Regions from separate parts of the Gossypium hirsutum genome. Here regions 2, 3 and 4 are each linked to region 1. A link is a contact called in public Hi-C data. All regions are on one chromosome and are shown on one strand. The core of a region is the stretch at or near the end of the contact, and the rest is flanking DNA. Distances in the headings are between cores, read along the strand shown. Region 1 holds the start of LOC107912587 (protein PHOX1). Region 2 holds the start of LOC107897923 (calcium uptake protein, mitochondrial). Region 3 holds the start of LOC107897925. Region 4 holds the start of LOC107897924.

Evidence for each region. Hi-C and Micro-C count contacts between places; a contact is called where the count stands out from the background.
Region 2: a Hi-C map of seedling shows a contact between it and region 1, with 2.2 times the contacts expected there. The contact joins the promoter of LOC107897923 here to the promoter of LOC107912587 in region 1. A contact is called at or near these places in 2 of 34 Hi-C or Micro-C datasets (leaf and seedling).
Region 3: a contact with region 1 is called in a Hi-C map of leaf, with 1.9 times the contacts expected there. The contact joins the promoter of LOC107897925 here to the promoter of LOC107912587 in region 1. A contact is called at or near these places in 3 of 34 Hi-C or Micro-C datasets (all in leaf).
Region 4: a Hi-C map of leaf shows a contact between it and region 1, with 2.6 times the contacts expected there. The contact joins the promoter of LOC107897924 here to the promoter of LOC107912587 in region 1. A contact is called at or near these places in 3 of 34 Hi-C or Micro-C datasets (anther and leaf).

The regions. Positions count from the first base shown.
Region 1 is chrD08:24,425,416-24,429,096 of Gossypium_hirsutum_v2.1, reverse strand. It overlaps LOC107912587 (protein PHOX1), which reads left to right and starts at 1,299. Exons shown (of 3, transcript XM_016840833.2): 1 at 1,299-3,681. The coding sequence starts at 2,021.
Region 2 is chrD08:24,737,113-24,740,450 of Gossypium_hirsutum_v2.1, reverse strand. LOC107897923 (calcium uptake protein, mitochondrial) reads left to right here and starts at 1,787. Exons shown (of 7, transcript XM_016823530.2): 1 at 1,787-2,227; 2 at 2,319-2,386; 3 at 2,510-2,736; 4 at 2,824-2,907; 5 at 2,988-3,201; 6 at 3,280-3,338. The coding sequence starts at 1,834.
Region 3 is chrD08:24,874,132-24,877,825 of Gossypium_hirsutum_v2.1, reverse strand. LOC107897925 reads left to right here and starts at 2,357. Exons shown (of 1, transcript XM_016823532.2): 1 at 2,357-3,694. The coding sequence starts at 2,446. The coding sequence ends at 3,072.
Region 4 is chrD08:24,790,441-24,793,843 of Gossypium_hirsutum_v2.1, reverse strand. It overlaps LOC107897924, which reads right to left and starts at 2,111. Exons shown (of 1, transcript XM_016823531.2): 1 at 777-2,111. The coding sequence starts at 1,882. The coding sequence ends at 1,133.

The DNA.
Region 1 (3,681 bases), core at 50-2,549:
ATTGACATTTTCTGTCTCTAATACTGACATTCTCTGCGAACTCCAAGTTTGCTGAGCACGTGTCTATAGGACAAACGATCCTTTCTGTTCTTGGGATTGACATTCTAGGCAGGCTTCGTACCCGCTAAACATAACGGAGCATGTGGCCCCTACTTGCAAGCTCCTTAGGTCCCTACGAGTTGGGTCTGTGGTCTTGTGTTACGAGCTGAGTCCTTGGCTTTGCCTTGCGTGCTGAGTTTGTGAACTTGCTCTACAAGTAAGGCTCGGGAGCTCGCCTTGCTATCCTCTCGTAGCTCGCTTTGCACCTAATATTCAGGTGGAACCTATCTAGATCATGGATCGAAGACTCGAATCCCTAATAGGACTTGAGTTGATAATTACTAATATATAACACTACTTTTATTACCATATCATTAATTTATTATGTCCATCGCATTAGTTATCACATCACGAGCTTCAATGGAAAAGATGATGTGAACTTGAATGAAAAAGATAATTTCAAGGATTTACAATACGGAATTTTTTTATCATTCAAGGAAAAAATTTGAAATTTTCAGAGTTGCGTAGAGAAGGAGGGCGGAGGACATTGGGATTGTGGCGGTGACTCCTAACAAAAGTAAATAGTCAACATCACGTTTCTGTAGGAATCTTTCTTACCACTTTCCAACAACACTTGTCTTGCCGTTTACCGTTTGCACTCCAACTTGCTTTGGAAGTTGCTTCAGACCCACCACACTTCACGCTTTTTATTTATTACTTATATATGTGGTTGAAATTACAAGACAAACATTTCTATTTTATCATATATTTTAAACATGACTTCTGCCAACCTGCCCTTCAACTTTCAAGCTAAGGAATTCTGAACCTTTGCCACGTGTTTTACTATTCTTTTTTATTGCTTTAATATTTATTTATTTATTTCATAAATAATTTTAAAAAATTGTTTTGTATATTTTTCCTACATACATCAACGATTCAACCTTTAGGATTAAAATTTATAAAACTTCAAACCAAATTTATTAAGCTATTACTAAATAAATATAATTAGATTTTTATAATTATTTGGATTGGAAGTAGCAAAATCTAAAGAAGCTGACAAGTTTATTCTTTAATGACAAATGAAGGTGCCAATAGTCAAAAAAAAAAAATCTCTGCCTTTGGCCGTTTTATCAAACATAGCCAAGGAACCTGGAATCCCTTGGAAAATGGGTCCTTTTTATTTTTTCTGAATTTAAAAAAAAAAACTTAAAGCAATTTGCGTTTGAAATATAGAGGAGGAAAAAAAAAAAAAAACACGCACAGACACACACACACACAAAGAAAGCTTTTTGTGGCGTTCACGTTAAGCTGAAATTCACGTTGTAAAAAAAAAGAAAAAAAAAAAAGAGCAACACTAAAATATAAAACAGAAAACGTTGGTCTGTTTTCTTTTCTTCCGTATTCTCCCTACAACACACACATATTCCATTTTCTCACAAAAACATTATCTTTTTCAATTTTCCTGGAAAAGTTCCACACCTCATTTCCCCTACATAAATAATCCCTTGCCTTCTAATTTCCTTCTTTATTTTTGGTTTTGCATCAAGGTCTTATCTTTCTAGCTGAAACTGAGCCTGCCTATTATTCTGTTTCTCTCTCAACTGGGATTTCTTAATACTTCGTTAAGGGCTGACAGCTTCTAGTTTTGAGGTGGTAAAGATAATATATATTTTTTCTATTCCCATTTTGGTATCTGGGTTTTAATTCTTTTTAGGTGTCTAAGAGCTTTTGTTTTGGTGTGCTTGTCATATCTGCTGTATTTGAACTGGTTTTTGAATCTTTATTCATATTAAAAGTTGTAAAAAGTTTTTAAGTGTTTTAAGGTCTTTTTGGTGGTGGGAGGTTGCTTGTGGTTTTAGCTACTGGGGTTGAGCTTTTTTAAACTTGTGTAAGAAGTTAGTTCAGGACCAGGGTAGGGATTTGTTTTCTTGGTCAGGGTTTCTGGATTGAGTCACGTAATATAGTTGGGGTTGGATTTACAATGGGGAAGCATAGTGGAAAGCACAAGAAGCAAACAGGGGATAATAATGTGAAGCAAAAGAAAGTTGGAGACAATAGTTCGAAATCATATGATTCAGACACGGCAGTTTTCATTGCCATGTCTCAAGAACTGAAAGAAGAGGGGAACAAACTGTTTCAGAAAAGGGACCATGAAGGAGCAATGTTGACATATGAGAAGGCTCTCAAATTGCTTCCAAAGAATCACATAGATGTATGCCATCTTAGGACTAATATTGCTGCATGTTATATGCAGATGGGATTGAGTGAGTACCCCAAGGCTATCCATGAGTGTGATTTGGCATTAGAGGTTACTCCCAAGTATAGCAAGGCACTTGTAAAGAGAGCCAGGTGTTACGAATCTTTGAATAGGCTGGAATTAGCTCTCAGAGATGTTAATACAGTTCTTAACATGGAGCCTAATAATGTCATGGCATTAGAGATTTCAGAAAGGGTAAGAAGCTCACTTGAGAAAGAAGGTTTACCTGTTGAATTGCTTCTAGAATCCGTTGAACCTCCAAGTACTTCGAAAACTCCGAAAGTTGTCAAAGAGAAAACCAAGAAGAAGATCAGCAAAGCTAAAGAATCTGTTGAACCTCCAAAGGGTTCATTAATTTCGGAAGTTGTCCAAGAGAAAACAGAGAAGAAGAACAAGAAAAAGATCTGTAAAGCTGAAGAATCTGTTGAACCTCCAAGGGATTCACAAATTCCGGAAGTTGTCGAAGAGAAAACCGAGAAGAAGAACAAGAAGAAGATCAGTAAAGCTAAAGATAACAAGGCTGCGGATCGAATTGAGGAGAAGGAGGTTGATGGAAATGTAGAGGAAAAGAAGGCTGAGGATAAACTGGTTATAGAGGAGAAAATTAGCAGTAAAGCGGAAGAACCAAAGAAGACTGTCAAGTTGATTTTGGGTGAAGATATAAGATGCGCTCAGTTACCACTTAATTGCAGCCTTCTGCAACTAAGGGAAGTAATTCATGATCGATTTCCTAGTTTGAGAGCAGTTCTTGTCAAATACAGAGATGAAGAAGGTGATTTAGTCACAATCACCAGTGATGAAGAGTTGAAATTGGCTGAAATATCAGCAGAATCCCAGGGTTCTGTGAGGCTGTATGTTGTAGAAGTCAATCCTGAGCAGGATCCACTCTTTGAGAGATTTAAGCATGAGGAAGTTCACATTCTTGACATCAAACAAGGTAAGGCAACTGAAAATGGCCATGCCAGAAAAGTTGTGGAAACCAGAAAAGAATCCTGTTGCATCGATGACTGGATAATTGAGTTTGCTCAACTATTCAAGAACTATGTTGGGTTTGATTTAGACGCATACTTGAATCTCCATGAGCTTGGTATGAAGCAATATTCTGAGGCCATGGAGGACATAGTTACAAGTGAAGAGGCACAGGATCTTTTCGACATGGCAGCTGAGAAATTCCAAGAGATGACAGCATTAGCATTGTTCAACTGGGGAAATGTTCACATGTCCAGGGCAAGGAAGAGGGTATACTTCACTGAAGATGGTTCGAGAGAATCTGTACTTAAGCAGATCAAAACAACCTATGATTATGCACAATTAGAATATAGCAAAGCTGGTAAGAGATACGAGGAAGCACTGAGAATCAAGCCAGATTTCTATGAAGCTCATCT
Region 2 (3,338 bases), core at 538-3,037, 310 kb before region 1:
TCCACCTACAAATGAAGTTATGAAATATACAACATGTTAGCACATACGATCCAACTTTTTTTTTATGTTATATTGAGGTAATGAGAAATCTTTTTTAGAACAACAAATGTCCTGTCAACCACATTTTAAAGCTTTGAATGTATCAAATTAAAGAGTTTGCGAGTTACCTCTAGTGCTTGGCTCTAATTTCTCAAATGGTATCGTACCCCATAACATGGTGTAAGATTACTTTTTTTTGAATACCTAGCATCTACCACATATTATTTGGGTTCATTATGCAAATATTTTGTAATTTTAATTATAAAAAACTTATATAAACTTAATTTGGAAAAAAAATTAAGCTATGTTATAATCTTTTTTATACATAAAATAAGTAAAAATAATATATAGTATATAAACTTTATAAAAGTTTTCAGCAATTTTCATAATACTTCTTATAAATAATATAATTTTTTATCATAACTTTAGAAAATTACTTTTGAACACCTTTTTTATACATAAGTATATTAGTTTTTATAATTTATATAGCATGGACAAATAAATAAATTATGCACATATTTTTTAGCTATAACTTTTTATAAATAAGTATATTATAATACTTCTTATAGAACCCAAATTATTTTTTATAATATACTTTTTGGCTATAACTTTAGAATTTCGTTTAGGGTTTATATTATATTATTTTTTGCTATAACTTTATAAAATATACACACATTATTTTTATAATATAATTTTTTAGGATTTATAATATAACTTTAGAAATTTTTGTCATAACCATCACAACCATTCATACTTGTTTATGTTTATAATATAATTTTCATAACTTAAACTTGTATAAAAAAATACTTTTTTAAAGTTAAATCATGTATGAGTGTTTGGAAAGCCATAAGATAATTAGATTTTGGTATAATTATTCGTGTAATTACTCCAATTCTTACCCAGTTGTTCATGAATTAAGTAAAAGTATTAGCTCTAAAATGCTCATTCAAGAAAAGTTCTAAAAAAATTAAATTTAGCTTTAGGTGATTGCGCTGAGTAAGTTTTTTTTTGCTCTTCGAATGAAAATGCTCACTTTTTTTTTTGATTTTGTTTTTAAGTTTTCCACTTTTTATGTGATTAGTATGGTTGAGAATGTTTATTTCCACAAATTAAAGGTTATGGTTATGGCTGTGGTAGTGATTTTAGGGGACGAGATGCAACTTTAGGATAGGACAGTGAAATGTGAGTATGCTGTAGATGTAATTATTTGTGATATAAAAGCATGTTTCCAACCATAAGTTTAGATGGTGGCTGATTAGGGTTTTCATTTCTCACTTATTCATCTTTCTCATATAGCTAAATCAGCTTGACTATTAAAAGGTCATGTAAATCAAAGGCTAATCTTTTGTTTATTATTTTATTATACATTTGTAACCAAGTATTGATGTTAAATTTTGGAATGTTGGCTCTACGTGTAGACATGCATTATGGTTTTACAAATTATGTTGGAATTTATAGAGAATAATCATTCAATTAAGCTTTATTCCAGTTTAACAAACCAAACATATCGGGAATGGGTTGAGATAAAAGGGATAAGCTTTATTCCGACAGATTTTTTCCTGTTGTCAGTTAATGAAAATGATCATGTTCGCTTGGTAAGAGAGAAAATCGGATCTAAAATGGAGAAACGAACAAAATCATCGAATATTAACCATATGGTATTATAGTAGTAATCAAAATCGGCCGCCAATTTTCTCGGTCAAAATTATCCCAACTTTCTATAAATTCTATTATCATCACCAAAAACAAAATAGCACCGATTCACCCAAAGCATACGATAAGCGAAACCGTAATATGTTCTCTTTGCCATCTCTCAGGAAATCCTCACCATTAATCAAACAAGTGGTTGCTAATCAACGGTCGAATAGTGTTCGTCCGGTGTTTAACCAATCAAAGGACTCTTCTTCTTCATTTTTGAGCTTGTTGAAGAAACCTTCCTCTGCTGGTGGGTCCACTGCCGCCGGTGACAAAAACAGTGGGGGAGACCAACTGTTGAGATCAGTCTCTACTGGGGTTTTGATTGCTGGCTCTACTTTAGGCTTTTGCTACTTTTCTCGGTCTTCTTTTGATAGCAATTATTGGGTTTCTTTTGCGGATGCCCCTAATGGGGCAACATGGGCCCCTGATAGCGTTGCTGATCAGTTCGAACATGGGATTCCCGACAAGAAATCCAAGTATCTCTTTGGAGGTAGTCTTGTTGAACTGATGAAGCATCGATTTTAAATCCTTTGCTGGAAATTACGTGTTTAATCTTTTCTCTTTTTAAATTAATGTTTCAGAATCATACAGGAGAAGAGTCTTCTTCAATTATGAGAAACGCATAAGGTTGCAAAGTCCCCCTGAAAAGGTTTAAAAAAAAAAAACATTTACAATGTTGATTACATAATATTTTCTATTAGGCAAGTGCTTAGAGATAATCTGAGAACCAAAATAAAATGCCATTTAACTAAGAATTGTGTCTATGAATCAGGTGTTCGATTACTTTGCATCGTATAGCACTCCGGAAGGAGATGTTCTTATGACACCGGGGGATTTGATGCGGGCACTGGTCCCTGTATTTCCTCCCTCGGGATCAAATCGTGTTCGAGAGGGTTCTCTGAGAGGGGAATGGGTAAAGCCTGGGGAGTTACATTGTCCCCCTTCCAAATTTTTCATGCTTTTTGATACCAACAATGATGGACTCATCTCTTTTCCAGAGTAAGTTTCCAACTGTTTATTCATATCTAATAGTAATACACTATAATTAACTCGTCCGTAATCATTTCTCCTGTGTCACACTTGCAGGTACATCTTCTTTGTTACACTTCTTAGCATCCCTGAATCAAGCTTCTCAGTTGCTTTTAAAATGTTCGACCTTGACCATAACGGGTGTGTGTTACTTCTAACAAGGTTCGATGCTCACTTGTTTGACAAAATACTAACAATAATAATATTTTGATTACAAACAGAGAAATAGATAGGGAAGAATTCAAGAAAGTGATGACATTGATGCGATCACAAAATAAGCAAGCGGCTCGCCACAGGGATGGACTGAGACTTGGCCTTAAAGTTGCAGAGCCTGTAGAAAATGGGGGCTTGGTAGAGTATTTCTTCGGACAAGATGGCAAGACTTGTCTAAAGCACGACACATTTGTCCAGTTTTTAAGAGATTTACATGAGGAAGTATGTGTCACTCAAAACAATCAGTTTGACTTATTACTTGGAAAGCAAGCAACTGATTTCTACCTTTGAATGTTGTAGATTTTGAAGTTGGAGTTTTCCCATTACGACTACAAGGTACATGGAACAATATCAGCTAA
Region 3 (3,694 bases), core at 1,108-3,607, 450 kb before region 1:
TTTCATACCATTTTTTCTTCTTCTCCTTCCTAGTTATTAATAACCAACATCTATCGAGCCTAACGTTATATTCTAAATAAATAAATATTTCCTTTAAAAATGATATTTTTGAATGTCATCCCTAATACCAAGACAAACAACCATATTATCTCTTGCATGATGAGATTCATTGCGACGTATGAGAAATAACACAGTCATTGTTTGGGTTCATTCTATAATTTCTTAATTTCTCTATCAATTTCTCCACATTTTCTCTTTAATGTTGATTTCTATTTCATTTTGGAGTATGAATTAACCTAACCATTATTCTACATGAAATATTCACAAGATTATTTTGCAACTATTTATTAGACATTGTAATTTTTTACCAAACATATACAAAAATTTATAACACCTATCATCTACTAAGCCAAACAATACTACTCAATAGAAATTTATGCTAATATTATCAGGAATATATCAAACACACTTAACATTTTCAAAAATCTATTATCATTCTTACACCAGCTAAATTTACGTAACAGTTTAGCTTACATTTTTTTTCTTAAAAAAACAATGTCAAACATTTATAACCTAAAAAATTTAAAATAAGATTTACAATCATAAAAATTACTTACTTAGGGTTGATAATTGGTTTAGGGTTTTTGTCTAAAAAAATTCACCTAACAATTCTTCACAAATGGTGGTTTTTTTACAATTTAAGTGGGATTTTGTTTTTTTGTTTTAAATGTTTTTGGCTAAAATGTGGCAAGTTTTTAATGTTGTTTGAATCATTTCTCCCATTCTTTTTTATACAAAAAGTAATGTTAAGCCCGGAATTCTCAGAATGATTAGTGTTATGTATGGTAGGGGAATAGAGAATCTTTACCCCAAATCACTACTTCAAAGAACAATTTGGATCCCCTAAGCAATAGAGATTTCCTGCTCACTTGCTTCGAAAAAAGGCCCCAAATCGTGAACTCAAGACATGATTTATGTCGCACATTATTATACCTAATGCATCAACACCAGTCCCCATAAAAATCTAACATTGCTCATTAATACCTCATATGGTAACCTCAGATGAGGATTTGCTCTTGGTTGAAGTCTATTATTTCGATAATAAAGTTTTTGAACTCTGCTCTGCCTGTCACTCCTTCCACTTTCTCATTTCTCATTTACTCCCCTCATATATATCGGCAATATTAATTAAGTTTTAATATAATTTTACATATGAATTTTGCCAAAACTATAATTATATGTATATATATTATTAATAAAATTCTTGATTGAATTAGTGTCATTCTCAAACAAATTATTAATTTAGTCAGGAAGTTAGTTAATACTATTTTGTAATTAAAATAATTAATATTATTCGAGAGTATTTTAAAAATTCACTTTAAAAAATCAAATAAAAATAGGAAAATTATATGTATATAGTTAAATTTAAATTCATTTCAATTACATTAATAAAACCTTTAATTTACCACTCAAATAAAATTAGATTTTGATTTTTTATATATTTTAATTTTATTATGCACACTTTATTACCCAATTAGTTTTATATATTAATAATGTATTTGATGGGGTTGATATCACAAATTAACTCGACATCAACTCAAATGATAAACAATTTAATCTAATTTTTTAATTTTAATAACGTAAATATTTCATGTGCTATTATTAATTAATTTTAAATTATACATTTCATTATCTGTGTTATTTTTAAATAGGTATTTATATTTTTATATTTATGATTTCCACATACGCGTGAGATAGAATTTGTAGATGAATATATAAAATAATTTATAAATTTTTAGAAAATGTTTGGGGAAAATGAACGTGAGTTAATTTACACGCGTTTTACCAAATAAAATAGTGAAATAGTTGCATACACTATTTTGATGCTTAAATTCATATTTTTTTAAATTTCAAATCCTAATCAAAATGTTAACTTATGATATATATTTATTCATTAAAATAATATATATTTTTATAACGCATATTTCTACCCATAACTCATAATTTATATGTTAGGAAAAAATGTTTAAGCTAAACTCTATCTGCATGATCTCTCTTAAATCTAAATTTACTATCAGATATATAATTATTATTTAAAAATATTATATACCTTTAGCAACCATAGCGTATTTACTAGAAACAAATTGGTTTTTTAAAAGGAAAAGTCATGAATGGGAAAATGAGAGGAAGAAAATGACGTGTGAGCCACAAAGAATAGTAATAATAACGAAAGAGCAATGAAAATAAATAAAGAAAAGTTTAGGGGCAGAAGCTCAAAAGCCAAGAATTTAGAATCCCAAGTTTGAAAATTATCGTCATATTCCCAACCCACCCTATAAATACATGGCTCGAATGAAGCTAGGTTTGCCCAACTAAACAGCCAAACTCTACATTTTAGAAATTCAAATAACACCTCTATTCTTTTCTGTAACAGCTTAATAAAAAATGGCGGCTTCTTCTAGAAGGTCTAGTGGTCCGGTTCTCCGATCTCATTCCCCATCTTCCCGGTTTACTTCTTTCTACGCTTCACAGTCACACTCTCCATCTTCTTCTTCCTCCTCCGCTTTCGCCTATTCCAGTTCAGGTTTCTCTTCACGTTCAACTTTCTTCAATCAACCCAGATCTACTTCTCCACCACGTATTAACCTGCACAGAAACTCTTCATCAGCGTCATCTGTGCGGTTCTCGCTCGACAACCGTCCGATCTCACCGAACCGTTCAATCACCACCGTCCGGAGAACCACTGAGGCGTTGAAGAATTTACAGAGCAAACAGACGAAGCGGACTTGCATGTGTTCACCTACAACGCATCCGGGATCGTTCCGTTGCAGTCTTCATAAGAGCTTCAATACTTCGCACGCCGGGACAGGTTACGCGCCGAGTAATCGGCTTAACGCGCGTAGATCTGCGATGACGAACTCGCTCGTGAGAATCGGTGGTGTCGAAGGAGATCTGGTTAGGAGAGCTTTGTCGGCTTTGATTAGACCTTCCTCTCACCAGCAGCGTCGCCGTGAAGCTTTCCATCCTAGGCCTAGCCGGCTATCCGTGATGTCAAAAGCCGAAAACTTATGAAGGTTTCGTATGCGGTATGTGTAATCTTTTAACGCTTTTAGGTCGTCTCCGAGATTTTCCGGTGATCTGAGATCGAGCTTCGGATTAACGCCGCGGTCGGTGGCTGTGAAGTCAAATTCCGGCGACGATGTTGGAGATTTTAGACAGGATTCGGACGGATTTGAGCTAGTATTGTCCCGGTTCGAGGAAGTAATTATCATATAGTTTGTTGGTGTAAATACACTCATATTGCAGCCAATGGCAAATTTGAGGAGCTTTTGGACTTAAAACGAACTTTTAAAATCTCTCCAAAAATCACTAATCTAATCCAATCTAATCAAATTAACTCTTATTCAAAAATCCCATTCCAGATCTCCACATTGATTCGTTATAATTTTTGTTTCTTCCGTTGGATTAGCTCTGCAAACACCGTTCCATTCGATTGCAGTTCCTTATCTATTTCGTCATAGATTTTTTCCTGTTTTCCATTCCAGCAGTTTCTTCCGTTTGTTTTATTTTCTTCCTGCCGTTCAACGTTTTCAAATATTTCCAGTAATTTATTTTTAAAAAATTCCGGTTCCTTTATTTATTATTTTCTTTAAGTCTAATTTGATTTTAATATCCTTCACTTGTTTATGATGCA
Region 4 (3,403 bases), core at 862-3,361, 360 kb before region 1:
CATTGAACCATTAGGTTCCAAACACAAAATGCCATAAAACTATCTTCATTTTGCCTGAAAACAGAACGGAAATAGCTAGTATATCTTCATCAATTTACTTAGACCAAATCAAATTTTTATCAGATACATCTTTTCCCGACTTCTTATTCTAATAGCTCCTTCAACTTGGATTGTAATATGGACTCATAAAGGAACTACCAAAGGCAAATGCAATAAAACTCCAAATCCCAACTGTTCTACAACTTTTCAACAGGCTTTTGATCAGCTTTTGCCAAGTTCTATCAAAACTCTGGATCCTTGCAAAACAAGCAAACGTGTAGCCTTTAACCATGCTTTTTATATGTGCCAGTAGGCTGTGGCCCCTTTGTTTAAATGAACAGACAGAAAGTTATATTTGTATTTATAGACAAGAATTTAAAGAATGTAGATGCCGAGAGTTACCAACATTTAGTTAAATTGAATAAGAGAGGTTGGTAATGATCGCAACTTTTGAGACACTTGCAGGCAGATGAAATATAACACTATTGTTTTACAGAGCAGCTAAATCAAACTTGTTTGCTACTTGTGAAGCAGCTAGTTAATGTCTGCACCTCAAAACTTTACTTTCAAGCAACATAGAACAGCGTTCTTACACTACTGAAAATATGGAAATCACCTAGAAGAATCTGGTTCCTTGTATTACTGCTCATTTTCATACCATTGCTCAGGATATCAGCAAATGAAACTAAGAATAGTTGGTTCAGGAACTTGTTCCCAAACAGTTGCAAACTCAGAAATTAGAAGAAAGCTCACAGCACACAATCTATGGTTTATTTTTCTTTTTTCATTACAAGGACATGAAGGTTTCCAAAATGAAGGATTTTACAACTCAAAAACATCCTACCAAACCATAAATTTCGAAAATTTAGCTGAAATGAACTCAAAATGAGTATAAAACTATGAGATGCGTGTTGATGATAAATAAAACCGTCCAACACGACTTTAGTATACTAATTTTGGGACACCCTAACCTTATATCAGAATCAGGTTCAGATGCAAAGGCATATAGGGAAGCCCCTCTGAGTGGAAGGAAACATCTGAATGACATGTATCTTACCTTTCCACTGAAAACTATGAAAGACATGTCGTGAAGTCAAGTGGGTTTCATGTCCTGAAACATTGCAGCCCATAATGTCTGATCACCATAGTCCCTGCCTGTCTTTTCCTTGTAGTAGTCACCATGAATCTTTGGGCTTGGAGGTCTTACATAAGTAAGAGGTGCTGATAGTTTTGGGCTCCTATTTGTTGTGAGAATCAACCTCTCTTGTGCAATTGCAATATCAATAGGACCAGATGTCACAGGGCTCTTATAGTTGAACACCAGATTCTCCTGCATTTTTCTGTCTAGTGGCCCTGACAATTTTAGGCTCCTAGGAGGGGCAAGCAACTTCTCTTGTACTCTACAATCCAGGGGGCCAGATTTTGCTATCTTCCTGGTTCTCCGCACTGGCTGCTCAATGTTCACCTCCTTCTCACTGTTGCACTTCCTTGTCAATCCTCCTCTCCACTGATCTCGATAACGACCCGGCTCCGGCAGCAGCTTAATCGAGTTATTCTCATGGTGAACCAACTTGTTAACATACTTGTTAAAGCTCTTTCTGGTTTTGTTGATTGCCAAAATGAGCTTGGACAGGCTATTAGGGGTTTCTCCAACTTCCTTCCTAGCAAGCTTGAGAATCTCAAGCCTATGCTTGGCAACTGATATGCCCATGCTCTGAAGAAACTCATGATTGAAGTAGGCTAAATCCTCTTTTTGAAGCTCATTACGGGAGAAGGCAAGGCCATAGTCATAGATAAGTGAGGGCTCAAGGGCAGTTTTTGACAACCAAGAGTACCAATCCATGGCAATGGAGCTTGGCTTATGCCATAGGACGCTGAAAAGATTGGAGGTTTGCGGTGTTGTAATGGTTTCACGTGGGTGGTCCAACCCTCCAAGGGGGTATATATAAAAAAGAGATAAGAAAGGTGAAAGAGTAAATAAATGTGGTGGGTGTATAGGGATTGTGAACTCTCTCTCTCTCTCTCTGGTTGCTCTAATAGAAATTTGAGAATGACACCAAATGAAATAGTGAAATATAAATGTCTTTAGGAACTTACCCACCTTGTTTTTTTATTTTTGTTTTTTTATTGTAGGGTTCCTTTGGGCATTACAATAAACTTTTTCTCCTTTTTCTAGGTCTGGATTACAGGTGCATATTGGCGTTAAGCTTAAGGCGCTGGCAAAAAGGACTTAATGATGTAGGCTAGGCTGACCTTTTTCCCATAAACATGATAGGGAATGGTTGCTTAAATATGGCCCATAACTTTCAACCAACAGCCTCTTTATCTCAGAATTTAATCTTTGCTATGCCTACCTAATTTGCCTGTTTCAGTTAACACACTGATTCATTTGGAAGAACCGTACGTTCACAAAAATTTTAGATTTCTTGTGATGAAATTTTAGTTCGACGCTATTAAAAGATGTAACTGTGATTTATTGATATTTGGTCACTGTTATGAGCAATGGTTAGTGTAGAGCTTAAAAGCTATTGATATTTGGTCACTGTTATGAGCAATGGTTAGTGTAGAGCTTAAAAGCTACAAGGACCAACAAAAATGGTGACATTGAAGGTTATTTAATTCAATAACCTACCCAAAAATGATGAGCCAATCATAAACAGTTAAAAATCATATATATTGTATCTGGGATCTGTGGGAAAACATGTTTTTAGTGAGCAGGTATGTATGAATTTCGGTGAAAAGGACCTAAAATTCAGATAGAGGTTTGAAAAAGGATATCCTTAAGCATATGAAACACAACAGCTTTAACCCGAATATAGGAATATACACTTAACATGAATATAGTCAATTTATAACTTAATGCATGCTGAACGCAATTATTAGTATTTTGGTTGAATTAATCAAATTTGGGTAGTGGACCGAATAAAGCATTTCAAAATAATAAAGAGGCAGCTAAGAAAGCAGTATTTATGGAGGAGAAATGCAAGGGTGGGTAAAGCGTATCAAATTTTATGTCTCCATCTGTTTCTTTTAGACTGCTTTGGGGTGCACTGAATTTAAATTATAAAAAGTTCTAATTCACTTTTTTTTCTTTTTTTTTATGAAACAAGGTTTTTAAATTCTGATTAATAGTCCAACTGGTTATACCATTAATTTTTAATTTAATTAGTTTGCCTAATATAATTGAATAAATTATCTAAAAAATTATAATTTTTAAAAAATAAAACATATTGATTCAACTCTTTATTTTGAATTGATTGATTTCTAATCCAATCGACCCGACTAATCGGTCTTTTTAAAAACAATATATAGATATTAAAATTGCCTTAAGGTTCAACGAAGTTAATGCTGTATCATTTCTTTA